Linked DNA regions of Zea mays: regions 1 and 3 are each linked to region 2. A link is a contact called in public Hi-C data. All regions are on one chromosome and are shown on one strand. Each heading gives the region's core, a stretch centred on a gene start, on an enhancer-like site or on the middle of the called end of the contact. The rest is flanking DNA. Distances are from core to core; before and after follow the strand shown. Region 1 has its middle 67 kb from the start of LOC103634989. Region 2 holds the start of LOC100275754. Region 3 holds the start of LOC100382649 (putative leucine-rich repeat receptor-like protein kinase family protein).

What was found. A called contact is a pair of places that touch in the nucleus more often than the background predicts.
Region 1: a Hi-C map of leaf shows a contact between it and region 2, with 3 times the contacts expected there. The contact joins the enhancer-like site here to the promoter of LOC100275754 in region 2. A contact is called at or near these places in 2 of 25 Hi-C or Micro-C datasets (ear and leaf).
Region 3: a contact with region 2 is called in a Hi-C map of endosperm, with 2.7 times the contacts expected there. The contact joins the promoter of LOC100382649 here to the promoter of LOC100275754 in region 2. A contact is called at or near these places in 2 of 25 Hi-C or Micro-C datasets (ear and endosperm).

The regions. Positions count from the first base shown.
Region 1 is chr8:27,157,778-27,160,477 of Zm-B73-REFERENCE-NAM-5.0, forward strand. No RefSeq gene overlaps it. Among protein-coding and RNA genes, the nearest start is that of LOC103634989, 67 kb to the left of the region's middle. Within about 2 kb of position 1,359, at least 18 of the 20 cell types and tissues checked have an H3K27ac peak or open chromatin away from gene starts, as enhancers often do. A contact at or near this core is called in ear and leaf, where this site is marked.
Region 2 is chr8:27,327,469-27,330,168 of Zm-B73-REFERENCE-NAM-5.0, forward strand. It overlaps LOC100275754, which reads left to right and starts at 1,252. Exons shown (of 1, transcript XM_008657564.4): 1 at 1,252-1,856. The coding sequence starts at 1,491. The coding sequence ends at 1,754.
Region 3 is chr8:27,566,405-27,569,104 of Zm-B73-REFERENCE-NAM-5.0, forward strand. LOC100382649 (putative leucine-rich repeat receptor-like protein kinase family protein) reads right to left here and starts at 1,394. Exons shown (of 2, transcript NM_001175373.1): 1 at 1-1,394. The coding sequence starts at 1,215.

The DNA of each region.
Region 1 (2,700 bases), core at 109-2,608, 170 kb before region 2:
TCATTTGCATTGTATTGTGGGTTTATTATTAATTGTGATCTCATACTTAATTGGGTTGGTATCTACTTACACTTAATAACTACTAATAAAACTTTGAGAAACTTTAAAAGCAATGCTCATCTTTAACCATCTTCTTTGGTAAGCCTTACATTTCACATGAGCCCCACTATAAGTGAGCTCATGCACATTATTTCCTACATCTTGTTGAGCGATGAACGTATGTGAGTTCACCCTTGCTGTACTCACAATCCCCCGGGTCAAGAACAGGTACCGATAAGATAAGGAGCATGAAGGATGCCGCGAAGAGTTTGTGAGAGGTATAGGCCATCGTCTCCCAGTCAACTATGGTTGCTGGGTCGTCGTCTTCGTATGATGTATTATTTAGTTATTTTTGTACAGAACTTCTATTATATAGTAAAGATGTGACATTCGTTTCTGTACCACGAGTCTCCATATGTGCGAGTCATCGTATGCGTTAGTCGCGAACCGTCCGGAAGCGTGTATGGAGAGAGCAGCTCCTGCGCCGAGGTCACGAACCGTCTAGGCTTCCGTAGAGAGCACCGTTAGTTGATTCATCTCTAGTGATTGGTGCCTAAATTGAAGCCAACACTATACGAACTCTTGGAGAATTTATCATTGACACCTCTAGGGACAAGCAACACTTTGACGTCTAACCAACCCGTTGCCTGTCCGCTTTCCAACGGTTGAAGCTGTGCCCGTGCAAGAGAGACCCGGAAAGAAGCCTCCCTCTCTCTGTGTGTGTGTCAGGAACCGGCCAAGATGGGCTGCCAGCGACGCCGTCCGTGTGTCCCAACAAGAAAAGCACTGGACGGCAGCCCGCCATGGCATCGTTATTGTCCTGCTATGTCTGAATGTAATCCTTCGTGGCCTGGGTATGTGCGCGGTCCATCCTCCATGTCCGGACGCAGGCACGCAGCCATGCAGATGCAGCAGGTTGGGATAGACATGCCAATGCCATCAGAGGGCCAACAGCCGTGTACGTGATCGGGAGCTGGGAGTTTGGCCTGCCTCTTGTCGTTGTGTGTGTGTTAACAGGCTGTCTTCACTGTCACGGTCACGGGGGCTGGCTGATGGTCATGCATGCTGGTCCGGACAAGCAAGGAGACAAACAAACAAACACAGGCACGGACAGCACGGCCAGGAAGGAGGAGTGACTGTGCAGCGGTCTACGCTACGCACCGAGAGGATCATCCTAGGACGCCCCAGGCTGAGCCGCAAGAGAGCAAGTACACCAGCAGCGGCTGCGGCTGCGTCTGGAGTTACGTAGTCGGACTGTGCGTGACACAGGGTGAGGGAGGGGGGCAGGCAGGCACCGTCGCTGTCATGCATGTGAGCTACCACCTACCGAGCTTGGTCCCTGGAGACCATGGGCTCGACAGCTAGCTAGGTAGCTCATGGCTGTGGCCTGTGGCAGTGTGGCTCGATCTGCCATGCCGCCTCTTTCTGTTTGGATTTTGATTGGACCGGACCAGCAGTCATCGTCAGCGCATAAACATCTGGGGGCCGTCTGTCCATGTCCTTCTTCCCCTGTGGCTGTGGCTCTCCCTCTCCTCTGCTCACCTCACTGATCGCCACCTCCAGCTATCTGAACGAGTGAACGGGCAGCTGCCTAATGACTGTACTCCCATGTGTGTACTAGCTCTGACGACCAGAGACATCTCACAGCCTCGGTGGTGGGGGGCTAGCTGTGGGCTCCTGGGAGCGTGATGTATGTCAACGGACGCCATGAATGCCCCCGCGACACCTTCAGGTACAGGGCCGGGGACGCCGGATTGAGACACGCAGGGGGCCCATCCGGATCTGTTGGTGACCTGTTCTGTCCACGGCCTCGCATTCGCGGCAGTTATCTGTCCACAAAAGCCTCCCTTTCCTGTGTCGCAACAACTAGCATGCCCTGCTCAAAAAGAGTGCTTTGCTTACTATCTTTCCTCCTCCTCCTCCTCCTTCTTCTTCTTCTTTCTTTCTTTCTTGCGGCAAGTCCTCCAAATCCCAAACACGGCAAGCGAAGCAACTCGTAACGAACTCATTGTCGGGCACATTAAACTTTCAGTCACCAGCTAATAAGCCTTGCCATATCCAAACACAGTCATACGCCACGTACGGCTACACAGTTCACAAGGGTGCAGCTCACACTCGCTGTGATACTCGATGCCGAACGCTGAACTGTCAATCTCTCTCTCTCTCTCTCTCTCTCTCTCTCTCTCTCTCTCTCTCTCTCTCTCTCTCTCTCTCTCTCTCTCTCTCTCTCTCTCTCTCTCTCGCTCGCTCGCTCTCTCTAGTTAAGCTGTCGTCAGGAGGGAGACGAGTGGCGCAGAGCAGGCTGGGTCCCCGCGTGTGTTAATACACACAGAAGATTGCTCGGGAAGGAAGCAGACAAGCTAGCTAGCTGTTCTTGGCACGACCGGGTGCCTTTCCCCGGCTTTCAATACGAAAAGGAAACCTACGTTAACAGGTGCTGCCCCTGCCATGAGCATCACTGCAGGCCCATAAACCTGTGAAAAGAACGCAGCGGACTCCGATCCTCGTCCTGTTCAAGAATTCAATTGCCGACAAGAACTCCGATCCTCACGTCCGTGCTGCATTGCATCTAGCACGTGCCATTTTTTTTAGCTGCACTGCTGCAGTGAATGAAATGAGAGAAACAGAATCTAGGATAGGTACTCTTGTAAGTAACCGCAG
Region 2 (2,700 bases), core at 2-2,501:
GGCGGCGACGTCGCCTCCAAGGGTTGGAGGAGAACCTGGCCTTATCTGATCAAAAGGACCCAAGTCGACACACTCTACAAAGGAGAAGGAGATGGTAGTCTGCTGATGCAGCATTGTAAAGTCGACACACTCTGCAGGTTAATCCTTTTTGGGGCAGTCAAGTGTTAGTGAGTGCTCTATGTATGTTAATCACCCCTGCAGAGGCTGCAAATACTGAACTACTCACAAGCTTGCACCTGTCGAGATAGTTTTGTAATCGCCTACATCCTGTTCAAACGTGTTCTTTTTTTTGTTCCCGTTGTGTAATCTACCCTAAAAGTGCTTCCTTTTCTCTTGAAAAACAGCTATAGTTGCCTGTTGAGCAGTAAAATAAAATACGAAGAACACAGCAAGCCTAGGTTTATGACTCCGTTGTGCAAGTTTGTGACATTTGAATAAGTCGAGCGATTAAAGTTTTTTTTTAAAAAAAATTAATGGTGTTATGTCTTTACAATATTTAAGTGGAATTTCTTTAGAAAAAATACAAAAAATAAGCGCAAAATCTAGGGTCCAAACCCTACTAACCGTCTCTCTCCCAAGCTTAACTTCAAACCACTTAAATACATTTTTGTTTGTGTATTAAAAAATAGATACCGTTAATATTATGAATATAGAAATCGTAGCAAGACATGGATAACCAAATAGTATGTCATATATTTGTAATTGCTACGACGAGTCTAGTAAAAAAATGTATAAAACTGAAAAGAATACACTCGTCATCGTGTGACCTGCTCCACTGTTATTCCCGTTACACCAAAGCAATCATGGCTGGTCCCGTGCACATCCTTGTTGCAACCGAGCGGTTTTGTGTGTGTCGTGGCCTCTCATGGGCCCTCCGTGTCGCCAAAAAGGCACCGCACCGTGGTGGTCCACTGGTCGCGTCGCGCGCCGTCGTCGCTGCTGCTTCTGGTTCGTTGCGTCTTCTCGCCGGTCGCCGTGGACGGCTGGCGCAGAGCGCAACCGATTGGCTGGACGGTCGGCATATTTTATTCGATGCAAACTTAGCGTGCAGGTGCAGGTGCAGGTGCAGCACGGCGGCCGGTACTACTAGACAGGTAGTAGCACCCCGGACCCCTTTCGGTTGCTGCTACCTTTCTTGGCCGTTTTTATGGACCAGCTGATCCAGATCTTTCTCTTTTTTGCTAGTACTATATTATAAAGTTTTTTTTCTTGTTTTGTTTCGGGCAATGTATGCATGCAAAGATGATTTTTGCTCTATATGAATCATTGAAGTAGCCACAATAATTACAGAGTTTGTATCTCATATAGGACCAATTATGAATTGAAGTAAAGCAATCCACATTTGTACACAATGCAAACTAATTAAACATTGGGGGACGGAGGCACGCTGCACCCACTATAAATAAAAGACGCCGACCACCGCCAGCCAGCCAGCCAGAGCCTCCACTCCAGCAGTCAGTCGGCCGGCGATACATATATATACTAGAGTCATGGAGACGATGGCGGCGAGGTACGGCGGCGGGGAGATCAGGGACCTGCAGAGCAAGCAGGAGGCGCCGGGCGGGTGCGGGAGCTACTTCCAGATGCCGCTGCACTACCCGAGGCACAGCCGGGAGGACTACGAGGCCATGCCCGAGTGGCAGCTCGACCGCCTCCTCTCCGAGTATGGCCTGCCCGTCGCCGGCACAGTCCACCAGAAGCGCACCTTCGCCATAGGCACCTTCCTCTGGGGCGCCGGCGGCATTATCCACTGAGCTCAAGGTCTTGTTTACTGTGCATGTGCTTGACATAACGAGCTTGTATCCCAATTCCCAACAGAACACGGCACCGTCCATGTGCTCTTTCTATTTTCTCTCCGTCTCTCGCTCTTGCTCGCTGTCACTTCTCACCTGTGCCCGCTGTCGCCGCCATGCCCCTTCTCCGTGCCACCACCCGCGCTTGCCCCATGCCGCCGCCACCACCGCACGCCTGCGGGCGTCTGTGTTGTTTGCGTTTGCCGCCCCGCGTACGTCTGCGGTCTGCCTCGTCTCAAGCGGCGCCCCAGCGCAGTCCCCGTCCGTCTTCGCCCCGATTATGTCTGACTCGTCTCTTCTACGCTCCTGCTTCCACACCCATCAAAACAAAAAACAAAATGAGTATAATTTTATCGTCCATCCATAAAATCTAAGATTAACAAGCTAAGAAATGTTGATTGTTATATACTTGATTTAATAATTACTGTATATTTCTATTGGCAACGACTGCTATGCAAGCGGTCTTTCTTTACAAGCGTGCAAACAAACTATCTGGTCTATTAGATCGAGATCCAATCGTAGGTCACATTTAACACTTAAACTCTTCCACCACCAGCTTAGTAATCTTTATAAAAAAATTCCTAACAAACCATGGTTGTTTTTATGGTTGGATCATAATCTAATGGACCAGATGATTTGCTTGCACGCTTGCAAAGAAGGACCACTAGTAATGGTTATTTTATAGCTAATTAATTTTTATTATTTTATTCGTAATAACCACTAGTATTAAAATAAAATACAATATTATAAGACTTTATAAATACGGTAAAATATTGATAGGATCTCAAAACGTACATGTCACCTATTTCTATCGGTATGTCTTACATGCATCTCATACGTAAGATATGTTGTTTTGAAATTGTCTCTTTTTCTGCGGTCTCAAAGCGACCAACAATGTGATATTTAT
Region 3 (2,700 bases), core at 144-2,643, 240 kb after region 2:
CCCGAGCAGCTCCATCTGCTGCTCGAAGTCGCGCCGCCCGGCGTTCACCTCCTTGAGCCTCTTGACGACGACCGTGGTGGCGTCCTCCAGCACGGCCCGGTACGCCGTCCCGAACGCGCCCTTGCCCAGGACCTCGGCGGAGGCGCGGAGCAGGTCCTCCAGGTCGAACGCCAGCGACGGGGCCTCAAAGAAGACCATCCGGTTGCCGTCCCCGGCCTTGCCGATGACCGCCTTGGACTCGGGCGATTCCCTCCCCTTCTTCTCCCCGCCCTTCCCTGCAGCCGCGCCGCCGCCTACTGTCTCTTCATCGCGGCCCTCCCTGCTGCTGTTGCAGAATGCGAGGAGCAGCAGCGCCGCGACGGCGAACCCGAGGACGCACCCTCCCACGGCAATGGCGAGGATGGCCGCCTCGCTGAGCCTGGGCCGCCGCCTCGCGGGGGGAGGCGCAGCGAGGCCAGGAGGCGGAGCGACAACAACCGGCGGCGCCTGAGCCGGAGCCGGGCGCGTGAGGCTGTTGCCGGCGAAGGCGGCGTCGGGGAAGCGGAGGAGGGACGCCGGCACGGTCCCGTCGAGGCGGTTGTTGGAGAGGTTGAGGAAACGGAGCGCGGGGAGGCCGAGGTCCGGGACGCGGCCGGAAAGCGAGTTGTTGGAGAGGTCGAGCGCGACGAGGCGGGTGAGGTTGGCGAGCGCGCCGGGGACGGCGCCGTCGAAGGCGTTGAAAGAGAGGTCGAGCACCTGGAGCGCGGTCAGCCCCGCGAGGGCGGCGGGGAGCGCGCCGGAGAAGGCGTTGCGGTGGAGGTGGAGGCCCTCGAGCGCGGGCAGGCGCAGGAGGTCGGCGGGGAGCGGGCCGGAGAGGTCGTTGGAGCGCAGGCTGAGCAGCTGCAGCGCGGTGAGGCGGCCGAGCGTGCCCGGCGGCACGGCGCCCGAGAGGCCCAGCCCCGGGAGGTGCAGCGCCACGACGCGCGCGCCGTCCGCGCTGCAGGTGACCCCCGTCCAGCCGGGGCCGGGGCCGTCGGCGCTGCAGGCGAGGTGGGTGGTGGACCAGTTGATGCGCGCGCGGGCGGTGGCGCCGCGGCCCACGCCGGAGAGGAACGCCAGCAGCGCCGCCTTGTCGGCGTCGGGCTCGGAGGAGGCCAGGCGGGGGCGGAGTGAGAGGCAGAGGAAGAGGCAGATACGGAGCAGGAGCCCCGCCCCACGGAGCGGCGGCGTGGGCATCGCTGCCCCTACTCTCTCACCTGAATGGCTGGATCTGAGTGAGCAACGAAACGAACGCTGCTGAACGGAGGGAGGGAGAGTGAGAGAGGTGCGCCAAAATTGGCTGCTCTCGCTCTGCTGCTAGCTTGGAGCGGCCGTGGCCGCGTCCGCGTGGGCGAGGAAGGGAAGGGAAGCGTGCGCGAGTGCGGACTGCGGAGGCGGAGACGCCACCGAGAGCGAGCAAGAGGAGAGTCGGGTTCGGGAGTGCGTTTTTGGTGGGAGGACTGGTTCGAGGGGAGACGAACGGAACGTTGTGCGCGGCGGTGTCGGCTACTACCGCGGTGCGTGCTCGGCAAGTGACGGCGGCGCGGTCAGCGATCTGCGCCTTCAATTCCCATGTGAGCCTCTGCTGGCAATCGAATTGTAGCAGCACTTTATTAGGAATTAGAAAACTTGTTGTTAATTATTATTACAGGCAGCGGTTGACCGACGGATCCATCCGCAGCTCTCCAACTCTCACACAGTCTCGTCAGCCGACACTTGGGTTAGGCCGGCGGGAATGAGGAAAGCGATGGGCCGTGAATGACTTCACTGCAGTGTGTGGGCGACGATGATTGCTTTGCACGCAGCACGGCAAGGACTTGGCTTTCTTTCGCTTTGCACCTTTTTCCTGCCAAGTTCATTTTTTTTTTGAATTCAAACTTTGAACTGAACGAACGAGAGCACCCCACGTCCCCACGCCATGCACAAGGCCCCCAAGCCAAGACAGCTGACAACATTGGCCATGCTTTGCCTGTGCTTGTTTTGCGGATTCTGTCCATACGGACAAGCAAACAGCCGAGCAGGGAGATAGGACAGGCTAGCTTTGGACGTGTCTTGTGTCTGCCTCTGCCGCTCGGTGGTCGAGCTCCAGCATGCAGAGGCCGGGGGGGCATGCAATGCAGCAGAGCACAGGGCTCGCCGGCCGGGCGACGTGGGGAGGAAAAGAAGGCAGGCTCACCGCTCACCGACCATCACGTAGGCAGGACTAGGACGACGATGGGCGAGGAGCATGCTGCCAAGTGCCAAGACGCAGCAGACGCGTGTCAGCCAACTATTAGACTGTCTTCAGCGCATGCCGCGCCCTTCCCCCTCCCCTTGCACTGTGCACGTTTAGGGCTTGTTTGGTTACACCAATCCAGAGGGAGATTGAAGGGGATTAAATCCCCTCCTAGTCAAAAATGACTAGAAGGGGATTTAAACCCCTTCAATCCCCCTCTGGATTAGTGTAACCGAACATGCCCTTAGGGTGACGAGATGGGTGCAGCGGCCACCTCTAAACCTTCCCCTACAAGCAACAGTGGTAGCGCTGGGAGCAGTGCTCCGCTAGATGTGGAGGACTGTGGCAAGCCCTCTAAACACTGTGCTTGTACTGTTGAATTAATTGTTAGTAGAATAAAAATTGACAAGAGATGAAAAGTAGGTATAGAAAATGATATTTTATGGTTGTAGTGGGGTGTAGGGGAA